2 separate regions of the Hordeum vulgare genome follow, and region 2 is linked to region 1. Evidence: chromatin contacts called from public Hi-C data. All regions are on one chromosome and are shown on one strand. Each heading gives the region's core, a stretch centred on a gene start, on an enhancer-like site or on the middle of the called end of the contact. The rest is flanking DNA. Distances are from core to core; before and after follow the strand shown. Region 1 holds the start of LOC123449031 (E3 ubiquitin-protein ligase RDUF2-like). Region 2 holds the start of LOC123449030 (E3 ubiquitin-protein ligase SDIR1).

The links. Hi-C and Micro-C count contacts between places; a contact is called where the count stands out from the background.
Region 2: a Hi-C map of seedling shows a contact between it and region 1, with 4 times the contacts expected there. The contact joins the promoter of LOC123449030 here to the promoter of LOC123449031 in region 1. A contact is called at or near these places in 4 of 6 Hi-C or Micro-C datasets (leaf and seedling) and 1 of 1 datasets of contacts at active chromatin or transcription factors (embryo).

The regions. Positions count from the first base shown.
Region 1 is chr4H:478,810,240-478,816,126 of MorexV3_pseudomolecules_assembly, reverse strand. LOC123449031 (E3 ubiquitin-protein ligase RDUF2-like) reads left to right here and starts at 2,829. Exons shown (of 1, transcript XM_045126096.1): 1 at 2,829-4,248. The coding sequence starts at 3,043. The coding sequence ends at 3,885.
Region 2 is chr4H:478,322,498-478,328,384 of MorexV3_pseudomolecules_assembly, reverse strand. LOC123449030 (E3 ubiquitin-protein ligase SDIR1) reads left to right here and starts at 3,545. Exons shown (of 9, transcript XM_045126094.1): 1 at 3,545-3,653; 2 at 3,881-4,078; 3 at 4,187-4,244; 4 at 4,344-4,396; 5 at 4,507-4,735; 6 at 4,821-4,956; 7 at 5,159-5,207; 8 at 5,498-5,614. The coding sequence starts at 3,998.

The DNA of each region.
Region 1 (5,887 bases), core at 1,580-4,079:
ATTTTTCTTTCTTTCTGGACAAGGCATCTTGTTAGGTGATTTTGATGTACTGATATGTGAATTGCGGCCACTCTTCTAAGCCAACACATCACCCTCGGATTGGATAGGCACATGAACCGAGCCCATGTGTGTACATGTATGTAATGGGTATGTATACTGGTAGTGGGAGTTGAAAATTGGAATTCTTTTTTTATTGCTTGTGATAATAGTAGTTCTACATCAACAGCGATCATGGCCCCATGCATGACCGTGAGGTATGGGGATGAAGCTTCTTGTCAGCCCTCTCCTCTCCGGCAGCAGGCATGGAATAGTGTTTTCTGTTGATCATGACGTACATATATCATCTGAAGTTTCTTTGTTGGTTCTATGGATCTATTCTCACCCCCTTTCCTGACACGGACTTGGCACACCTGCACATGTCAAACCTCCCTCGTTTCTTGACACCTGGCCTGGTTGCGGCCACGCTGACCACAACCACTCGAAACATCTGCGGTTAAGTATGGTTATTAGAGCAAGTATAATAAGTTATCTGCGGTTAAGTATGGTTATTAGAGCAAGTATAATAAGTTACAGTCAGCAGGCTGTACAAATTAAAATATTATATTTTTGCTTAGGGCCTGTTTGTTTTAAAAGTCCCGGGACTTTTTTTAGTCCCAACTTAAAAGTCCCTAGTCCCTACCCGTTTGTTTTCAGAGACTAAACAGGGACTAGAGGTCATTAAATGACATGTAAAAAGACCATGTTACCCTTGACCTACCACGACCAGGGCCAGCCGAAGGAGGACCATGGACGGCATGTTCGTCAAGGAGAAGCTGCTGGTTGATGCGAGCGGAACGGAGAGGGGAGCTGCGTCTCGTCGTCTTCATCCATGGCGCCGGTGGTGGCGGCCGAGCGCACTGGCAGCGGCGGCGGCAGCGAGCGAGGGAACTGGCAGCGGCGGCGGTAGCGAGCCAGGGAACTGGCGGCGGCGGCGGCGGGCGAGGGAACTGGCGGCGACGGCGGGCGAGAGAACTGGCAGCGGCGGCGGCGGGCGAGGGAACTGGCGGTAGCGGCGGCGAGGGAACTGGCGGCGGCGGCGGGCGAGGGAACTGGCGGCGACGGCGGCGGGCGAGGGAACTGGCGGCAGCGGCGGCGAGGGAACTGGCGGCGGCGGCGGGCGAGGGAACTGGCGGCGGCGGCCGAGGTGGGAGACGCGAGCGGCTGGAGGAGACAAGCGAGTGGATAACGCGATGCGATGGGCAGGGTAGGAAAAAGTCCCAAAAAGTCCCTCTCACAGGTACTTCTCTAAATAGTCCCAAACACCCCACTTTAATCCCTAAAAGTCCCTCGTGTTTGTTTCATATGTGACTTTTTGGGACTTTTTTAGTCCCTACATCAAAAAGTTCCTGGAAACAAACACCCCCTTAGTTGGATGAGAGAGAAGAGGAGAGAGAAGGGAAACAGACTCTTCGTGAAGAGCCAGCTCTAGCACGTGCTCCTAGATGCTTTGTGAGAATGAAAGGTGAGCCATATATGATAAAATTAGTACTCTTTTATAACTAACTATTGTACAAGCCATCTATAAGATGGGCTATAAGATTGGTTATAGCCAGCAGTTGGTTATACTGTTAACCATGCTCTTATTACCACTCCGTTACTGCTTTTTTCCAGTGAGTGGTTAAGAAACTGAGGCGGTCATTACAGGAGCATGAGACCTTTGACCTCAGCGTCGACCCGGGAGGCCAGGAGCATCCACTACGTACAACCGATGGGCAGTTTCATCTTTTTCTCCTGCGATGCGATGAGAATCAAAAGCGAGCGGAAGTGGGGAGTTGTTGCTGCAATGGTGACCACGCGCAGAAAAGCACCGGGGCCGTGAATCGTCTCTGGTCCGGGAACACATGCCATGCGGCGAGACGAGCAACGGTGCGGTGGGCATACCAGAAGACAGGAAGAACGCATCGGAAAGGGGAATCGATAAAGGGAGCATGCGCTCGTTCCTCCCTTGAATTCTACGACGTGTACAAGACAAAGTCCTATTTCTCTATGTCTTAAAACTGAATTTGGTTTGATTCTTTGAGTGCCGCCACTAGTGCGTAGTACTTTTGTGCTGCCAAACCTACGAAGATCGGACAAAAATAACGTGTGGGCACGTCAACGAAAGAGTAGCATATGTACCGTGTAGCAGTATTTATAAATGAAAAGAAAAGGATCTTGGAGAGCGGCTAAATTGCTCCAAGCTCAACTGGTCTGTCTGTGAATAGTATGTGATGTAGTATTTAGATTTTTGTGATTTTTTATTTTTATTTTACTGTTCATCGAGATCAGATAAGCTCGGGTTCTAGAAATGGAATATTCGAGGACCTTGCTGTTTTTCACTTAAAAAAATAAAGTAATAATCAGAATGTTGTTTTTGTTACAAATTTTGTTTTTTGTTGCAACCGTTGAAAAAATTGCTGCATGACATTGAAATTTTGCTGCATAGAAAGGAAAATGTTGCATGCGAATCCAACGGTGCGGACGACGCGGGGTTGATGGATCCTGCGGCCCGCGCGCGGCCGGCCGAAAATCTTGACCGGCGCACCGACCCAAAAAAAAAAAAACAGAAGAGAATCGCCTCTCCGGGCGGGGGGCAGCGCCGAACGCTCTCCTCCCCCTTTGCTTTGTTGAGGCTTTGACTCCCCGCCCAGCTGACCGGTCAACGTAACGCATCCGCTTAACGCCGTGACACCACCCACTGGCGCTCGCGTGTCGCGGCAAGCCCGCGTGGCGTCGCCGTCACCAGCGACGTCACCGCCGCGAGAGAGTGCGCCGTCCCACATAAAAACGAAACCACCCACTCACCCACCACGCAATTCCCCTCTCCCCTCTCCCTCTCCAGGTCTCCTCCCCCGCTGCCTGCCCGAAACCCCCAATTCGAAAATCGATTTGGGGATTCCGGCGTCCCGAGCTCCCCAGATCCGCGCCATCGCTCGGCCGCCCGTCCGATCCGCGCCCGCGGCCGCCGTCGGAGCTGACCGTCCGGGGGATTTCTCGGAGGGGGCTCTTGCTAGACCGCTCCCGATGGCGTCGTCCCCTGTCTCCTACTGGTGCTACCACTGCAGCCGCTTCGTGCGGGTCTCCCCGGCCACCGTCGTCTGCCCCGACTGCGACGGCGGCTTCCTCGAGCAGTTCCCCCAGCCGCCGCCGCCGCGGGGCGGCGGCGGCAGCGGCCGGCGCGGGGCCATGAACCCGGTGATCGTGCTGCGGGGCGGCTCGCTCTCCGGCTTCGAGCTCTACTACGAGGACGGCTCCGGCGACGGGCTGCGGCCGCTGCCCGGCGACGTCTCGCACCTCCTCATGGGCTCCGGGTTCCACCGCCTGCTCGACCAGTTCTCCAGGCTCGAGGCGGCCGCGCCGCGCCCGCCGGCGTCCAAGGCCGCGGTCGAGTCGATGCCCTCCGTGACCGTCGCCGGGGGAGCCGGCGCCCACTGCGCGGTCTGCCAGGAGGCCTTCGAGCCCGGCGCCGCGGCTCGGGAGATGCCGTGCAAGCACGTCTACCACCAGGACTGCATCCTCCCCTGGCTCTCCCTCCGCAACTCCTGCCCCATCTGCCGCAGCGAGCTTCCGGCGGCGGCCGTGCCTGAGGCGGAGGCGGACGCCGGGCTCACCATCTGGCGACTCCCCCGCGGCGGATTTGCTGTTGGGAGGTTCGCCGGCGGGCCCAGAGAGCAACTGCCGGTTGTCTACACGGAGCTGGATGGGGGTTTCAGCAACGGCGTCGGGCCGAGGCGGGTGACATGGCCAGAAGGAGAAGGCCAGGTGGACGGCGGCGAAGGTCGGATTCGCCGTGTATTTAGGAACCTGTTTGGGTGCTTTGGCCGGGGCGGCCGGCCTGAGAGTTCCTCGCAGGCCCGTAGTGGCTGAGCAATGTTCTTCCTGGTAACTCACTTTCAATTGATGATAGTGGTGAATAAGTAGGAGTTAGTATAAGGAGGAGACCCAGGTGATGAATTCTTGGTTAGTTTGATGTAAATGAAGGGCTTGCATTCCCCCCCTTTTGTCTTGTTTTAAGAATTTAGAGTTGGCCACGAGCAAACAACTCAGAAATGAAATTTGATAGCAAATCAGGAAGAACAAGCCCAAGCCTTCAAGAATGCAATAGGAGTGAATTATGGGGGGAATCAATCACTGGCAATATTGTAGGCAAGGAGAACAATTCGTGTTCTCACTTCTGTATTGTTTGTGCATATACTGGATTCGTTCAAGATAAATTTCGATTTTGCAGTATGTTGGTCCCATACATGAAATTTCAATATAATTGAGTACTTCTATTTTTATTGGTATACCTCTGGCTAAGCCTCTTTTATTTCAACATAAGATATCCTTGGATCGGTCATAACTCGTAACAACGGCTATTAAATCGCTTGTAATTGGTTGAATCTTGGGCTGCTAAATAGGATGGCCCGTACACCATACAAGTGATGTTTTGATTATTATTTTTTTATGTTCCGTCTACCATGATGGACTCTAATGATTTCATTTGCAAGATAGAGAAACAAAATAAGTCCATTATAGGTTTTGGATGCTGTACCGATTCAAGTATTATGTCTGTAACATTGAGATACCGATCTAGATTGATTTCTTCCATGAATTCAACTAGTGTGAGGACGGTTCCGGTGAAACAAAATAACGTTTCAATTTGCAAGATAGCGAAACAAAGTAATGTTTTCATTTGCAAGATAGAGAAACAAAATCTGAGTGAAGTGGTTAATGAAGAGACATCTACCGTATTAGTAAGTTGATATTCTGTCATTGTATTTCCATCGCAACAATTAACAGTTTGTGGCATGTCCAAAATGGATGTTGAAATGGAGTTCTCTGTTCCTTTCTTCATGTATGTATAAAATTTCTGCGAGCTGCTGTTTTCCAAGTTCATGTCTGGGCTGGATTCCATACACTGCATTTATCTTGAAGTACACACGACGACTCTTTGTCTATGTTCATCAGTGTAGTTCATTTCTGTTGTTTGATAGTCATACAAGTTAGGGTATAGTGGCTGCCTGGTTGGCCTAATTGCGATGTTCTACTTGGCAGTTCTTTTGTACATACATTCTATATAAATTAGTAGCAGAATGATCTTTAGAAGAACCAATGGAATCACTATCTATTTCTCTTTTGAAACCCATCCGTAGTGAATGTTGTCTTCATGTAGCAATAAATCTAGACAGTAATTCTCTTGTTAGCTGGGGCAATGCAGTTGAAGTTTAGTTAAAGGTATCAACACAGTATGTTCAATAGTCCATGTCATATCAACCTAGAAATAAAAAGGGCCTTGTTCGTTCTATTTTACCAAGCTGTAATTCAATTTTGCCCATGGTTTGGATTTGCTTGTGACCATCCCTCTTATTTGCCTTATATTGTATCATCATGTGTTTGTAAATTGCATACTTCTAAATTGGCCATGAACTCAAGTTGTTGTTGTTTGGACTTACTGGTAATTTCTAGGTTGCTTAGAGCAGAAGGCTGTTTGACAAACTACATAAGTTCCACATATGATCTCTGCTTTGCTCGCTAACTTATTTTCCTTGCATTTCCTTGTCCATTCAAGTAGCCATGCAGTAACATGTCTGTTCTTGGACTTGTTTCTGAATGTCTTAAGAATATTGAAATCTCCTATGCTCATTTGTGTTGCCTGCAGCCTATAGCTAAACATCAATTGCATGTCATCATGCTTCATACCGAGGATAAAAAAAGGGTTAAATTCTTAGAAGCTAAAACTTGGATGGTGGTCCATAGCTAGTAAAAATGTTTCTAGTTTTGGTATCTTCTACTTGAGCCCCGTTATGATATAGCTGTGCTTCATAGCTTCACTCATGGGCATCAACTCTTTGCTCCTAATGTCTATCCAGTTGGCTACTAACTGAGG
Region 2 (5,887 bases), core at 2,296-4,795, 490 kb after region 1:
GGGTTTTGTTCTTACTTGAACAAACCTCCTACTTATGATTAACCCTCCTGCAAGCATCTGCAACTACGAGAAAAGTATTAAGAATAAATTCTAACCATAACATTAAACCTAGGGATACAAATCAGCCCCTTACGAAGTAGTGCATAGACTGGGGTGTAAGTTTCTGTTACTCTCGCAACCCACCCTCTAATTACACTCCACAATGCATTCCCTTAGGCTCAAAATATGGTGAAGTGTTATGTAGTTGCCACTAAGGGAATCACAACATTCATATCATCAAAATATCAAACTAATATCAACTTCACATGATGACTTGCAACATGATTTCTCCCGTGGCCTCGAGAACTAAAGTAACTACTCACAAGTGATAAACTTGTTCATGATTAGAGAGGTATTGAATAGCATAATGGATCTGAACATATGATCTTCCACCAAGTAAAACATAAAGCATCAACTACAAGATGTAATTAACACTACTAGACACACCCGAGGTACCAATCCGAGGTTTCGATACAATATTGAGTACAAGAGATGAACTAGGGTTTTGATAGGAGATGGTGATGGCGAAGATGTTGATGGAGATTGGCCTCCTCAAGATGAGAGGGTTGTTGGTGATGACGATGGCCTTGATTTCCCCCTTCGGGAGGGAAGTTCCTCCGACGAAATTGATACGTCTCCAACGTATCTATAATTTTTGATTGTTCCATGCTATTATATTATCTGTTTTGGATGTTTTATATGCATTTATATGTTGTTTTGTATTATTTTGGGACTAACCTATTAATCTAGAGCCTAGTGCCAGTTTCTGTTTTTTCCACGTTTTTGAATGTTGCAGATAAGGAATATTAAACGGAGTCCAAACAGAACAATATCTCCGGAAAGATTTTTCTTGGACCAAAAGACACCCAGGAGACTTGGAGTAGGGGGCAGGACATCTGTCGGGAGGCCACAAGCCTGCATGGTGCGCCCTGGGGGGGGGGGGGTGGCCGCGCCCCTTGGCTTGTGCCCCCTGCAGGTCTCCTAACCCTATTATTTGGCCTATAAATTCTGAAATATTCCCGTATCGCCAAAAAGAGCCACGGAAATACTTATACGCCGTCGGGAGCCTCTGTTCCCGAGAGATCCAATCTGAGAGCCTTTTCCGGTAATCTGTCGGAGAGGGAATTGATCACGGATGGCATCTACATCAACTCCATTGCCCCTCCGATGATATGTGAGTAGTTCACCACAGACCTACGAATCAATAGCTAGTAGCTAGATGGCTTCTTCTCTCTCTTTGATCTTCAATACCATGTTCTTCATCTTCATGGAGATCTATCCGATGTAATACTCTTTTGCGGTGTGTTTGTCGAGATCCGATGAATTGTGAATTTATGTTCAGATTATCTATGAATATTATTTGAGTCTCTTCTGAATTCTTATATGCATGATTTCATATCTTTGCAAGTCTCTTCGAATTATTGGTTTGGTTTGGCCAACTAGATTGGTAATTCTTGCAATGGGAGAAGTGCTTCAAGAACGCTTTGCCTATTATAAGAAATTGTTTTGGCATATCCTTTGCCACAAAAGGATTGGGCTACCGTGTTGGACCTGTTGTTACTATTGCTACTTGTCATTTTTTACACTTATCTTGCTATCAAACAACTCGTTTCCGCTATTTCAGTGCTTGTAGAAATTACCTTGCTGAAAACTAATTGTCATTTCCTTCCGCTCCTCGTTGCGTTCGACACTCTTACTTATCGAAAGGACTACGATTGACCCCCTATACTTGTGGGCCATCATGCTTAAAGATAAAACTTTAATGCTCTAAGAAAAGCTTTCACCCCCGCCCACTATATGTACCTACACTTCCATACTTCGGAGCTTCCAAGCTCTTCTAATCGAAATCACCATGAAGTTCATCTAGATGTATCCGTTGCAAACTCTACAACTTCAGAGCTGCCAACTACTCCAATCGGAACCACCAGGGCTTCTCGCAAACTTTCTATTGCCCTCTCAGAATTTCTGAAGCTCTTTGCTCAAAATTTCTGAAATGGTAATAGAGTGTGCTACTACTGCAACAGTACACTCGAAGGATCTGAATGGCATCGATTGAACCATCTGAGTTGTTTGAAAGTTGGCATCTTTAGCTTTGTTCCGTGATTCCGAGGAGATCACTTGGAGCATCTGAGCTATGTTAAAGTGTGTGTAATAGTCGGATTTCTAGTCCTACCTACATATGCTCCCACTTATCATATTAGTTCACTAATCTTGAGGAAGTTTGAGTGTGGATGTGATTATCTTTTGAAGCACATTAGAACAAGATTCATCACTGATCAACTTCAATCTTATTACTATTGGAGAGTGTGTGCCTCCTAGATAAGCTAGGTGCTTGGGAGTTTTCAAGTTTTTGAAGAATCAAAGATGACCGTAAGCGCTTGGAGATCGTCTAGTGTGAAGGTCTACCACGAATGAGACTAGTCCTTCATGGACGTACACCATGGTGGTATAGGTTGGTTGCTCCTTCATGAACCATTAGTGGGTGATTGGCACTCGCGTACTAGTTCCTTCCTAGAACTTGTGATCTTGATCCTTGTGATCTTAGATCCTTCGTGGACCGTAGTCTCCTTCAACGAAGATTAAGATAGCATTGACTATCTGAACCACGGGAAAATTCTTCGTCGAGCCACCCCATATTTGCATTCCTCTAACTACATTATTATTTCTATTCTTTCAAGTCTTCACTTCCCAGTACATATGCTCTTGTAGACTTGCATATGCGCGTGGGAGGAGCGGATAGAATGCCATATGAAAGTTTAAAATTGGAAGGGAAGCTAAAAATAGGAAACAATCCACTTTATTTCTTATAGTCTATTCAACCCTCTTCTAGATTTAATCAATTGATTGTACACAAGGGAGCCACCCGCTTGCGCTTTCCTTATCTGCACGGGGTAGCTCGCTATCTCGTTTGTGTCTACGGATTCCTCGATGCTTGCATTTGAGCTTATCTTGAGGAGCGTGAGCCATGACGATGCGTTGTCGGAGACATCCAACACGACAGTAGTGTATCTCGATAACGATGGTTGAGGTAGATAGTGTCAGAAATAGGAAGGGGACAACAAGCACACGCCGACGTCAAAACCGCCATGGCTATGGTGACTTGTCAACGTCCAACCGTGGTGCCGATGGAGACTTGCCGACGACGAAAGGATGGTGTGAAGGGAGAGTTGGAGAGAAAATATCCTCGACCAAGTACCGGAAGTTTTGTACTCCCTCCGATTTAAATTAATTTACCCAAATTTAGTACTCGAGTAACGTGCTTCAAATCCCCCGCCACCCCTCCCGCCTCCATGAAGCTTCCTACACATGAATAATTTGTTATAGATGATTTTTTTTGTTCGCGCTCCATACGTAAAAAAAAACAGTTTTGAATTATTTTGATGATTCGGCTAGAATTGCTCCAAGATCATACGGTCATCATCATGTGGACGGTCTAAGATGAGGCCACGCACCTTCCACCACCACGACCCACACGATCTGAAACCGCCAAAAATAAAAAACGCCTTTTTCGCTCTCGAGCTCTTCTTCTCTACTGCTCTCCCCCTTTTCCCCATTCCCCGCCGCTACCCTCGTTCGCGCGAGCAAACGCCGGCTCAACAGGCCTCTCCGATCAGGTACGTGCCCTCCTGGAAATCCCGCTCCTCTCGCCGAATTTTTCCCTGCTTCTCCCGATTGGGCCCTGAATTCGCGCACCTGCCCGACGAAGCTTCCGGAAGCTTCAGGGTCATCCGGGCGTTTTCCGCGTTGGGACCGCCGGGATTCCAGAAATTGCAGTTTCGGTTGGGGCGTCGCTTTCCGCCGCTTGTTCGATTTACATTCTCGGTGTCCTCTTCGGTTTCAGTGGGCGCTGCTGCGTGGGCTAGTCAAAGTTTTTGTTGCCGCGAGGGGAAGGAAGGCGCTGCTTTGGAACCCATCTTACACCTGGTGGTGGTGGTGGTGGTGGTGGCCGGTGGACACCATGAGCTTTGTGTTCCGGGGCAGCAGGGCCGACATCGAGGCCGGTGGCTTCCCAGGGTTCGCCACGGAGCGCCGTGCCATGGTAAATTTCTGCTCTGCGCATTTCGGCTGAAATGATTCGGCATTTCAACGTAGAATAGATTTGCTGCTCTAAAATATCTGATCCATTCACTTGTGTGCTTGTGTACAGCGGATTCATGCCGGGGGGCGGCCGGTGAACAGCAATTCCTTAGCTTTTCTTGTAACTGGTAATGTGGGTGTGTTGTGTGTACAACCAGTTATCTGTAAGCTATTAACTATTAGTGTTTTTAGCTAACATATATGGTCGGCTGATTTCTCTTGGCCAGTTCTTGTTCTGTTCATGGTACTGAGCTCACACCAGATGTCTCCGAACTTTTTGGTTAGTTGTTCATGCACAATGTGGTTATTCATGTGTTATTATGCTTATGAAGCTTCATGGAGTAATTTAATAACTTTTGTCGGATTGCTCGGAACCGTTTCTTTTTGTAGCTTTGGATGGTCTTAGGTGTGTTCCTATTGGCCACCAGCCTTAGAATGTACGCTACATGCCAGCAGCTCCAAGCGCAGGCACAAGCTCATGCTGCAGACGCCAACGGCTTCCTTGGACGCACTGAGTTGCGGGTGCATGTCCCGCCAACCATAGCTCTTGCTTCGAGAGGCCGGTTGCAAAGCCTTAGACTCCAACTTGCTCTGCTTGACCGCGAGTTTGATGATTTAGGTACACTGATAAGTTTTGTCCGCTCTGCTTGCTGTTTTACTGTTTCGTGCAAACATAATACCATTGTTGGACATTTTGCTTGCAGATTATGATGCTCTCAGAGCGCTAGATACCGACAATAGCCCACATGCTCCTTCTATGACTGAAGAAGAAATAAATACTCTGCCTGTTTTCAGATACAAATTTCAGGCGCAACAGAGGAGCACCCCTTCTCGAAAAAGGCAAGATTATATATCTTTTTAAGGCGCATTATGGCCAAAGCAAACTGATTTTCAGTCCCTTCTTTCTTCAGAATGTAACTGACCAATTATAGCGCAGTTTGAGGCCCTCCTTCCGAGTTCCTCTAGGAAAAATGTAACCAACAAAGTATAATTGCCTGCTTGTACAGCGTGTAGCTAACTCCTTTTTTCTTTGACTCAGTAGTGATGGGCCATCTGAACCATTGGTTTCTTCTCCTGAATCCGGCAAGGAGGTAATAAATAAATATGTTCCTTTGATATTTCTTGTATAAATCCATTATACATCTATTTCCATTTTGGTACGACTAGACAACTAGCGGTGTAGCCTCAGCTTGACAGTTACACCCTTTGGAATATCATTATGGTCAGCCATTGTAGTGCCACAACAATCACACAGCTAGTGGTTGTGCTCTTTTTGCTTCAATTAAGCGTGTATCCGAGCACATGCATGGTCTGGACTGTGCCACCATGGTACGCAGTCCTTCTTGTTTTGAGTATTTCAATGTTTGCTTTTGCTGTACAGAAAAAGCAAGATGCAGATGCAACAAGCAAAATGACAGAGGATGAGTTGACGTGCAGTGTTTGCTTAGAGCAAGTTGTTGCGGGTGATCTATTGAGAAGCCTGCCATGCTTGCATCAGGTAATTATCATACTGATCATCTTGTGCAGTTGTTTTCTTCATTTTGACAGTAGAGGACTTGAAGTACTGTCATGATATGATAATGTGTAATACCTGGTAACTGCAGTACTGTGATAGAGTAACTTAGTTGACATAATGTTGGCCAATTTCCTATAAACATCCTAGTGTTTCATGCCAGTGCATTTTAGGCAGTTTATCCATGAGTACAATGAAGCAACGTACATGAAAGTTTTTTATTTCGAGGGAAATACTCGAGTTTATATTATGTTAAGA